Linked DNA regions of Pan troglodytes: regions 2 and 3 are each linked to region 1. A link is a contact called in public HiChIP or PLAC-seq data. All regions are on one chromosome and are shown on one strand. Each heading gives the region's core, a stretch centred on a gene start, on an enhancer-like site or on the middle of the called end of the contact. The rest is flanking DNA. Distances are from core to core; before and after follow the strand shown.

Region 1 (3,256 bases), core at 355-2,854:
AGCCTCAAAAAAAAAAAAAAAAAAAAAAAAAAGGTTTTGGACCTGGTGTGGTGGCTCATGCCTGTAATCCTATAATCCCAGCACTCTGGGAGGCCGAGGTGTTAGGATCATTTGAATCCAGGAGTTGGAGACCAGCCTGGGCAACATACTGAGAACCCTATCTCTACAAAAACTAAAAAAATTAGCCAGGCATGGTAGCACATGCCTGTAGTCCCAGTTACTTGGGAGGTTGAGGCAGGAGGACTGCTTGAGCCCAGGAGGTTGAAGCTGCACTCCAGCCTGGGCAACAGAGACCCTGTCTCAAAAATATGTACATACATACATAAATGAATAAATGGTGTTGATACAATTGCAAAACTGCTCTCTAGAAAGATTTTACTAAAGTCTACTCCCACCCCAAGGAAATACAGTAAGAATTTTGCTATTTTGGTAGTTTAAATGTGGTATATTTGCATTTTTATTATTAATGAAGTTAGTTTTATATGTTCACGGGCCACTGGTAATTGTTTATGAATAGCCTGCCCATATGTCTTGCCCCAAATGAGTTTTAACTGGGTAAATATGATAGTGGAATCGCCAGAAAATGCAAAGGAGGAACACTGAGATTGAAATGTTGGCCGGGCGCCGTAGCTCACGCCTGTAATCCCAGCATTTTGAGAGGTCGAGGAGGGCAGATCACCTGAGGTCAGGAGTTCAAGACCAGCCTGGCCAACATGGTGAAACCCCATCTCTACTAAAAATACAAAAATTAGCCGGGCGTGGTGGCAGGCGCCTGTAATCTCAGCTACTTGGGAGGCTGAGACAGGAGAATTGCTTGAACCCGGGAGGCTACGGTTGCAGTGAGCCGAGATCCCACCACTGCATGCCAGCCTGGGAGACAGAGTGAGACTATTTCAATAACAACGAAAAAGATTGAAATGTTGGTTTAGCAAAGTGAAAAAAGGCAGATAAACAGGTTTGGATTCGCCTGTTGAATACACTGGCTCTGTGACCTTGGTCCAACTTCTCAGGTCCCATCTTCTTGTTTGTGGAATGGGGATGAGGTTTTTATCTTCAAGTGGTGTGAACAATGAATGGGATAATGTACGTAATGCTGGAAATTATGACAGTTACAATAGTTATTCTGCAGAAGTAACTACACCATGGCATAGGAATCTATATAACAGAGAAAGTAGCCGGGCATGGTGGCTCACGCCTGTAATCCCAGCACTTTGGGAGGCCGAGGCGGGCGGATCACGAGGTCAGGAGATCGAGACCATCCTGGCTAACACGGTGAAACCCTGTCTCTAGTAAAAATACAAAACATTAGCTGGGCGTGGTGGCAGGCGCCTGTAGTCCCAGCTGCTCGGGAGGCTGAGGCAGGAGAGTGGCGTGAACCTGGGAGGCGGAGCTTGCAGTGAGCCGAAACTGCGCCACTGCACTCCAGCCTGGGTGACAGAGCGAGACTCTGTCTCAAAAAAAGAAAAACAAAACAAAGTACGGTGGTGGGTTGGTTTGAGGAATCTAAGAGGGCTATTTCTGGCATTTCCACTATTCCACCATGATTTCCTTGAGAGACTTGCTCTGTCGCCCAGGCCGGAGTGCAGTGGCGCGATCTTGGCTCACTGCAAGAGCTCTGCCTCCTGGGTTTCACGCCATTCTCCTGCCTCAGCCTTCCGAGTAGCTGGGACTACAGGCACCCGCCACCATGCCCGGCTAATTTTTTGTATTTTTAGTAGAGACGGGGTTTCACCGTGTTAGCCAGGATGGTCTCGATCTCCTGACCTCGTGATCCGCCCGCCTAGGCTTCCCAAAGTGCTGGGATTACAGGCCTGAGCCACCGCGCCCGGCCTATTCCACCATGATCTCTACCCCTCCTCCCGAATGTTAGTGGTGTAACTATGACAACAAGCACGCGCTGCTCAAGGCTCAATTTTCCAGCCGTTACCGACCTCCACCGCGTCACTGTCCGCTGCCCAGAGACTCTGAGGCGGATCCCCCAACCCAGTGTCAGACTGATCCCCTTTGGCCCGAGGGCGAGGAGCCATAGGACAGTATGGCCAAAGCGGCGGCCTCCTCGTCGCTGGAGGACTTGGACCTGAGCGGAGAGGAGGTTCAGCGGCTCACCTCCGCCTTCCAGGACCCGGAGTTCCGGCGAATGTTCTCCCAGTACGCCGAGGAGCTCACCGATCCGGAGAACCGGCGGCGCTACGAGGCGGAGATCACCGCGCTAGAGCGTGAGCGCGGGGTGGAAGTGCGGTTCGTGCACCCGGAGCCCGGCCATGTGCTGCGCACCAGCCTGGACGGGGCGCGGCGCTGCTTTGTGAACGTCTGCAGCAACGCGTTGGTGGGCGCGCCCAGCAGCCGGCCCGGCTCCGGTGGCGACCGGGGCGCAGCTCCTGGCAGCCACTGGTCCCTGCCCTACAGCCTGGCGCCCGGCCGCGAGTACGCGGGGCGCAGCACCAGCCGCTACATGGTCTACGACGTGGTCTTCCATCCAGACGCGCTTGCGCTGGCCCGGCGGCACGAGGGCTTCCGCCAGATGCTGGACGCTACGGCCCTGGAGGCCGTCGAGAAGCAGTTCGGCGTGAAGCTGGACCGCAGGAATGCCAAGACCCTGAAGGCCAAGTATAAGGGGACCCCAGAGGCTGCGGTGCTGCGCACGCCCCTGCCCGGGGTCATCCCCGCAAGGCCTGACGGGGAGCCGAAGGGTCCTCTCCCGGACTTCCCCTACCCTTACCAGTACCCGGCAGCCCCCGGGCCCCGGCCGCCCTCCCCTCCGGAAGCGGCCTTGCAGCCCGCCCCCACCGAGCCTCGCTACAGCGTGGTGCAGCGCCACCACGTGGACCTCCAGGATTACCGCTGCTCCAGGGACTCAGCCCCGAGCCCCGTGCCCCATGAGCTGGTGATCACCATCGAACTGCCGCTGTTGCGCTCGGCCGAGCAGGCGGCGCTGGAGGTCACGAGAAAGCTGCTGTGCCTCGACTCGAGGAAACCTGACTATCGGCTGCGGCTCTCGCTCCCGTACCCAGTGGACGATGGCCGCGGCAAGGCACAATTCAACAAGGCCCGGCGGCAGCTGGTGGTTACGCTGCCAGTGGTGCTGCCGGCCGCGCGCCGGGAGCCCGCTGTCACCGTCGCCGCCGCCGCGCCGGAAGAGTCCGCGGACCGGTCCGGAACTGACGGCCAGGCCTGCGCTTCCGCTCGCGAGGGGGAGGCGGGACCCGCGGGGAGTCGCGCCGAGGACGGAGGCCACGATACCTGCGTGGCTGGGGCT
Region 2 (3,256 bases), core at 272-2,771, 230 kb before region 1:
CCCAGGTATTAAACCTAGTACCCATTAGTTATTTTTGCTGACCCTCTCCCTCCTCCCATTCTCCACCCTCTGGTAAGCGCCAGTGTGTGCTGTTCCCCTCCATGGGTCCATGTGTTCTCATCATTCAGCTCCCATTTATAAGTGAGAACATACGGTATTTGGTTTTCTGTTCCCATGCAAATTTCAAGCATACAGTACATTACTATGAACTATAATCAGCATGTTGTACATTAAGTCTCCAGAACTTATTCCACGTATAACCGAAAGTTTGTGCATTTTGACCAGTATCTTCCCATTTCCCCCACATCCCAAGTCCTGGAAACCACATTTCTGCTGTCTGTTTCTATGAGAAACTTCTAGATTCCACGTATAAGTGAGATCATGCAGTATTTGTCTTTTTATGTCTGGCTTATTTCACTTAGCATAATGTCCTCCAGGTTCATCCATGTTGTTAAATCCATGCCAGTTGCAAACAGCAAGATTTATTTCTTTTTTGAAAGCTGATTAATATTCCACTGTATGTATGTGTGTGTGTGTGTGTACATATATATTTGCACTCATTATCCGTTCATTCGTTGATGAAAAGTAGATTATCCCTATATCTCGGCTATTGTGAATAATGCTGCAATGAACATGAACATATATCTTCAGGATAGTGATTTTGTTGCTAGATCACATGGTAATTCTATTCTTAATTTTGTGAGGAGCCTTTATACTGTTTTGCACAATGGCTCTACTAATTTACATTCCCATCAACAGCATACAAAAGTTCCCTGTTCTCCACATTCTCGCCAATGCTTTCATATTTTGGGCCATTCTGTATGGTTTACTGTACCGTATGACAGTAATGCTGTGCAGTATGTGCTATAGCCATTTTTGCATCTACTGGTACCAGTTCTGAAATAGCAGCGGCGCCCTTTCTGTTTAGAGTCGCCTTCTGGTGGTAGGAATTCTGGTTGCTACCATGTGTAGCCTGCAAGCCTCTAGCAGCTCTTTTGCAGCGACGCCGAGCGCCGGGCGCGGTGGCGCGTGCCTGTAGTCCCAGCTACTCGGGAGGCTGAGGCTGGAGGATCCCTTGAGTTCAGGAGTTCTGGGCTGTAGTGCGCTATGCCGATCGGGTGTCCGCACTGAGTTCGGCATCAATATGGTGACCTCCCGGGAGCGGGGGACCACCAGGTTGCCTAAGGAGGGGTGAACCGGCCCAGGTCGGAAACGGAGCAGGTCAAAACTCCCGTGCTGATCAGTAGTGGGATCGCGCCTGTGAATAGCCACTGCACTCCAGCCTGGGCAACATAGTGAGACCCTGCCTCTTTTGAGTTCTCACCTTATAAAGTAGCCTTTCTTCCCATGCATCTATCCTAAGACAAAAGAAATGCAGAATTTACATTCTTACAGGACTATTTTCCTCACTACACTGTGAATCCCCCCTCCCACCCCACCCCCATTGGGAATCTTCTTGTTTTTATTTTTATCTTATTTCACCATTATCTAGCTAAACACTTGCACATTCATGCTGCCAGGTGTTTATGGAGCACCGATTGTACACCAGGTACTGCGGTGAGTCTCAGGGGTACCAAGACCGAGGTTCGATGAGAATCCTGTAATCAACTGCAGAATGCTCCTTCGGAGAACAGGACCCATCAAAATAGGAACTCCGTTTTGAGAGTTCGCCTCGATCGTTGAGGATAATCTTAGAAGGACCGAAGCAGTTCCGTTTCGTTACATTTCAAAATCTTATGTCAAAGTAAGCACGCAGAAAGGGGTCCTTGCTCTTCTACACTGAGCCCTACGGCCCCCCTGTGGGGAAATACTCCTGATAATCATCTCGAAAATTGTTTCGACCAGCAGGGGTCACTATGAAGGCTGACTTGAGCCCAAAACACAATGGGGCACGGTAACCAGACTGGTCCGTAAGGGTTCCAGGAAGGAATGCAGCTTCAAGAGAACAGTTTGAATCTTTATTCGAATTTGAATTTTGGTACAATGAAGAGAGTCAGCTGCAACTTGACAATCGAAATCCTCAGAAAAGCGACACAAATACGTTCGCCTCGAGGAATATTGGGTCTTCTGCGCGGCCGTAGAGCTCCGCCAAGTGCGCCTGCGCGGAAGAGAAGTGGCGTCGAGTCCGGCCGGGCAGTAGAGGAAATTGCGGTAGTGACCCTCGGGCCTCGCCATGAAGAGCCGCTTTAGCACCATTGACCTCCGCGCCGTACTCGCGGAGCTGAATGCTAGGTACAGTACCCTAAGTGACGAGGCTTGTGTGGGGAGTGCAGGAGGCAGAGGCCGGAGTCCCATGGCGCAAACAGACCAGCTTGATGTGTTTCCTTATTTCCTAGTGCGTCTATGGACCTGCCTAGGCCTGAGTGGACAGGCGTGTGGTGTCTTTCCCGTGACCCTTAGGATACCCCTGGGTGTCCCAGGCACCTCGTGCCCCATCCCCCGCGTCCTCCCAGCTCTCTGGCTTGCCCCGCTAGCGCGAAGCTCTTGCATTGTTGGCCTGGGTTGTCCGGGTCGGGCAGGAAACGTTTGTTAAAACACGAGACGCCAGAGTGGTCGTTTGCTTCAGAGGTTTCCAGACGGGGGCTTGGTTTCTTGAACACCTCCCTCCCCTCACCCCAGAGAGAGAGAGAGCATCGCGGTTTTAGCTGGATTGAGCAGATTTGGACTGAGATCTGGATTCTAGTCTGGATTCTATTATTCAGCCCTGTGAGCTTTGTCATATTTTCGGGGCCCTCTTTTATCTTTTTTTTTTTCTCCTTTGTAATAAATTAATTGGATTATATTTTACTGTATTTCTCCCCCAAAATTGGGTCATTTGGAAGACGCAAGTTATAGTGTGTTGTTCCTAGAGCTGATAGACCACTTCTGTTTTTAAATCGTTACTCTTAAGTTTTGAACTGAATCTCCAAATGGCTTTCAGACTCTGCTCCTCGGCTGACTCCATATCCTTAGAGACTGAGATCCGCTCTTTCGGAGCTTTTATTAAATTATGTGTAGTTTTATGTTTCAGACAGTAGTGTAACATGTTACATGTTTCCTTTATCTTTGCAGCTTGCTAGGAATGAGAGTAAACAATGTTTATGATGTGGATAATAAGACATACCTTATTCGTCTTCAAAAGTAAGAACATTTTATAGGCTTATTTTCTCTTTGACAATTAAGTATGAGATTACTGATTTTTTTTTTTTTTTTACCTACATTTTAAGCCTGTTTAGCAATTAGCTTTGGCATATACCCTAAAGAAAAATTCGACTTT
Region 3 (3,256 bases), core at 536-3,035, 140 kb before region 1:
TGGGGAGGGCAGTCTGTTTCAGAACCATCCAATTCAGTGATTGTGCTGCTCCTCCCTGAATCGGCCCCAATCATCCAGGCCCTTTTAAATCCATAAGAAATATTCCACACTAAGAATCCTCCCCTGCCCCACTCCCAAAGTCTTATTCTCTCATGCTGCCATTTTAAAAATACAATTATGAATTAGGTAGCTTAGAAGTGTGATTGACAGGTTTCTCCAGGGGAATTAATTTACATTTTTATAAGGGTGACTACATGCTTGCCCCCCCCCCGCCCCCCTTCTTGCAATTCTCTACCCCTTTCTAAAGTATTTTTGAGACAGTTTCCTTCTTGTTGCCCAGGCTGGAGTGCAATGGCGCCGTCTCAGCTCACTGCAAACTCCGCCTCCCGGGTTCAAGTGATTCTCCTGCCTTAGCCTCTGAAGTAGCCGGGATTAGGGCGCCCGTCACCACGCCAGGCTAATTTTTTTTTTGTATTTTTAGTAGAGACGGAGTTTCACTATGTTGGCCAGGCTGGTCTCGAGCTCCTGACTTCAGCTGATCCACCTACCTTGGCCTCCCAAAGTGCTAGGATTACAGGCGTGAGCCACCGCGCCCGGCCCCCTTTCTATTTTCTAACCACATTCATTGGAAACTGGGGAAAACACTGCAGATTCATTAGGATTGGCAAAAAATTACTTTTGCAGTTAAACCAAATTAAAGTATCAGGACAGCTATCTTTGAAAGCTATCTCAAAAATGGTCAACTATGATCAAGTCAGCTGTACCATAAGCTAAAAACAATCACAAAGCAAGTCATCCAAGGCACGGGCGTGGGGAGGGCGGAGAACATTTTCAAGACCAAAGAGGAATTTTGTGGTAGGACTGGCTCAGAGCCATCCTAGCAAATAAAATTCTAGATTTCCGAGGTTAGCAGGGTAAAGAATGGCAACTGGCTTTAAACTGCTAACTAATCACGTTGTTTATAACCAGGGGATCGGAGAGTCAAAGAGCTGCACTCTGTAGTTCATTTGATGCTGGGGATTTTTTGGTTACTGGTGGAGCTTTTCCATTATCTTAATAGGGGTGTCTGCTGAAAAACTTCAACCCAGCTGAAGCCAGAAGGAAAACAGTCCTGATGGCCATTTGCACAGGCGGGAAGGCTGAATAAGGTGGTTCCTGTAACCTTTTGGAATTCCAGTTTTCCTACGCCTCGGCCTCCCTGTAAGTGGGCAGCGGTTCCCAGCTCCAGAGGGTGAAGTCCTCGTAGGCCGTCCTCATAACGCGTCTGAGTGATATCACACACCGTCACCTTTCACACCCCAACCCTTCCGAATGCACCGCCCAAGCAACATTAACAGGACCTTCCCCGGAATAACGCTCCAATGGCAACAACGGGGGTGGGAGTGAGTTGGCTTTGTGAGCACCAGGGTGACATGACAGCAGCCCTGGAGGTTCGAGACGGGTTGGGGGACTCGAGAGAAGGAAGATTCCCGCGCGCAAAAAAAAAACAACCAACGGGCAGAGTCTGAGGTGGGGCGCGCGACGCAGGCGGGGAGCGCCCTCCGCGGCCCGCTCTGGCCTCCCCGCCTGGCCGCGAACGCAGACCCGAGTCACAGCCGAGCGACGTCCGTCGCGGCCCGGCCACTCACTGACCTTGTAGCCGCCCCAGACGAACATGTGGCGCCCGTCGCTGACGGCTACGTGGCCGCTGCGCTCAGCGGGGCAGGCAAGCTCCATGGACTCATAGCTCTCGAAGGCTGGCCCAGGCAAGTCGTCAGCCCGCAGATCCTCGTTGCCATCAGCCATCTTGAGGCTGCACTTTTGCTAACCAACAATGCCCACACCCGCGAGGGGCCAAAGAAACAAAGGAAAAGGAGAGAAATGCACAGCGGCGCGAGGCAAGGAGAAGGCGGTGGCGAAAGGGACGGCGTTGAGGCCTCTCTGCCGCCTGCGCTCGAGTTTCCCAGCCTCCTCGGCCGAGGACGGCTCTCCGCCGCCGCCGGGGCACGCCTGCAGACAGCAGGGCCGCGAGCGGAGCCAGGCGGCGGCGGCGCGGGCCCGGGACTCGGGGCACTGCAGGGAAGCGGTCCGCGTCGGGCCGGCTCCCTCTTGCAGCCCGTCCGCCCCGCCTCCTGCAGTCCACGGCCTTGTTTACGCCGCGGCCGGAAGCCGCCCGTTCCGCTGACGCCGCCCGTTCCGCTGACGCCACCCGCCGAGCTCCGGAAGCGAGGCTGCCGCTCAGCGCCCCCAGCGCCGGGTCCTCCAGCCGCCGCCGCCGCCTCTGCCCGCGCCTCCGCCTACGGCCTGGGCACCGCAGCTCTATGGGGCCCGGCGACTTCCAGTCGCGCTTCGAGTCTCCTTTCACTGAGGGAACCGCAGGGATAATGTCCTGAATCGGTCCCTGAAAGCTGCTGAATTTTAGCCGGATTGCCGCAATTTTTTTTTTTCTTCCCGAGGATTTCTATTCGTTTGATTGAGGGATGATCTCAGAGGGTTCACAGCCCGGGCAGGGGCACCAGAATTGCTCCACTAGCAAGTTTCTGGTCTCGCCTTAGAGTCGATGCAGGCCCTGCTGTTCTGCGGGCGCGAGGGCAGTCGCTTAGCTCTCACGTGGGGCCCAGCCCGATCCTCGGCGGCCTCTCCTGAGCTCCTGCCGCCCCTGCCGGGCGCCGCCTCTGCAGGAATCTGACGTTGCCGCCGCCGCCGCTGCTGCCGCCAGCCGGGCTGCAGAGTTGGCTTGAAAAGCGTTTCCGAAGCCGTAACCACCCTTTTCTTCAGAAAGAAAGGCGGATCCTTTTCACGCACACACAGCTTTCTCTTATTTTATATGATACCTTTCAATTGGGCCAAAATAAAATTACGAGTTACTGTGCTTGATACCTCACCTGTAAAATAGGGTGGGACAAAAATAATCTTAAATTCTTGATCTTACAGTGCCTCTAGAATTTATCGTGTTTGGTAGGAGGGACGTGTTTCATTATCTCCATTTCCCTCATCTTCTGGTTGGGAGCACTCCGTAGAAAAGGAACACTTTGAACAATAAAAGGCTTTTTTTTTTTTTTTAATTATTAAAATGCTTATAGCCTGCCACTCCTCCCCTAGTGTGCCAATGTGTTTACTTGAACTCAAGAACTTGAAAGTTACTTAAGAGGATTAATTAAAGCCTTCAACAAGGAAGCAAATCACCTTGAGGCTGTTAAGACCTTATCTGCCATTCACCCTGGTTGGTGCCCTCAAATCTGTCTGACTCACAGAATTCCTTGCAGCAGTGTCTTCT

The links. HiChIP or PLAC-seq counts read pairs in DNA pulled down with a chosen protein or histone mark.
Region 2: an H3K4me3 HiChIP or PLAC-seq map of stem cell-derived excitatory neurons shows a contact between it and region 1, with 4 times the contacts expected there. The contact joins the promoter of NEMF here to the promoter of DNAAF2 in region 1. A contact is called at or near these places in 1 of 7 Hi-C or Micro-C datasets (stem cell-derived neural progenitor cells) and 1 of 1 datasets of contacts at active chromatin or transcription factors (stem cell-derived excitatory neurons).
Region 3: a contact with region 1 is called in an H3K4me3 HiChIP or PLAC-seq map of stem cell-derived excitatory neurons, with 6 times the contacts expected there. The contact joins the promoter of KLHDC2 here to the promoter of DNAAF2 in region 1. A contact is called at or near these places in 2 of 7 Hi-C or Micro-C datasets (blood and stem cell-derived neural progenitor cells) and 1 of 1 datasets of contacts at active chromatin or transcription factors (stem cell-derived excitatory neurons).

What each region holds. Positions count from the first base shown.
Region 1 is chr15:47,639,740-47,642,995 of NHGRI_mPanTro3-v2.0_pri, reverse strand. DNAAF2 (dynein axonemal assembly factor 2) reads left to right here and starts at 1,604. Exons shown (of 3, transcript XM_509930.9): 1 at 1,604-3,256. The coding sequence starts at 2,036.
Region 2 is chr15:47,868,702-47,871,957 of NHGRI_mPanTro3-v2.0_pri, reverse strand. NEMF (nuclear export mediator factor) reads left to right here and starts at 1,521. Exons shown (of 32, transcript XM_054666511.2): 1 at 1,521-2,232; 2 at 3,052-3,120. The coding sequence starts at 2,174.
Region 3 is chr15:47,784,204-47,787,459 of NHGRI_mPanTro3-v2.0_pri, reverse strand. KLHDC2 (kelch domain containing 2) reads right to left here and starts at 1,785. Exons shown (of 13, transcript XM_054666512.2): 1 at 1,633-1,785. The coding sequence starts at 1,785.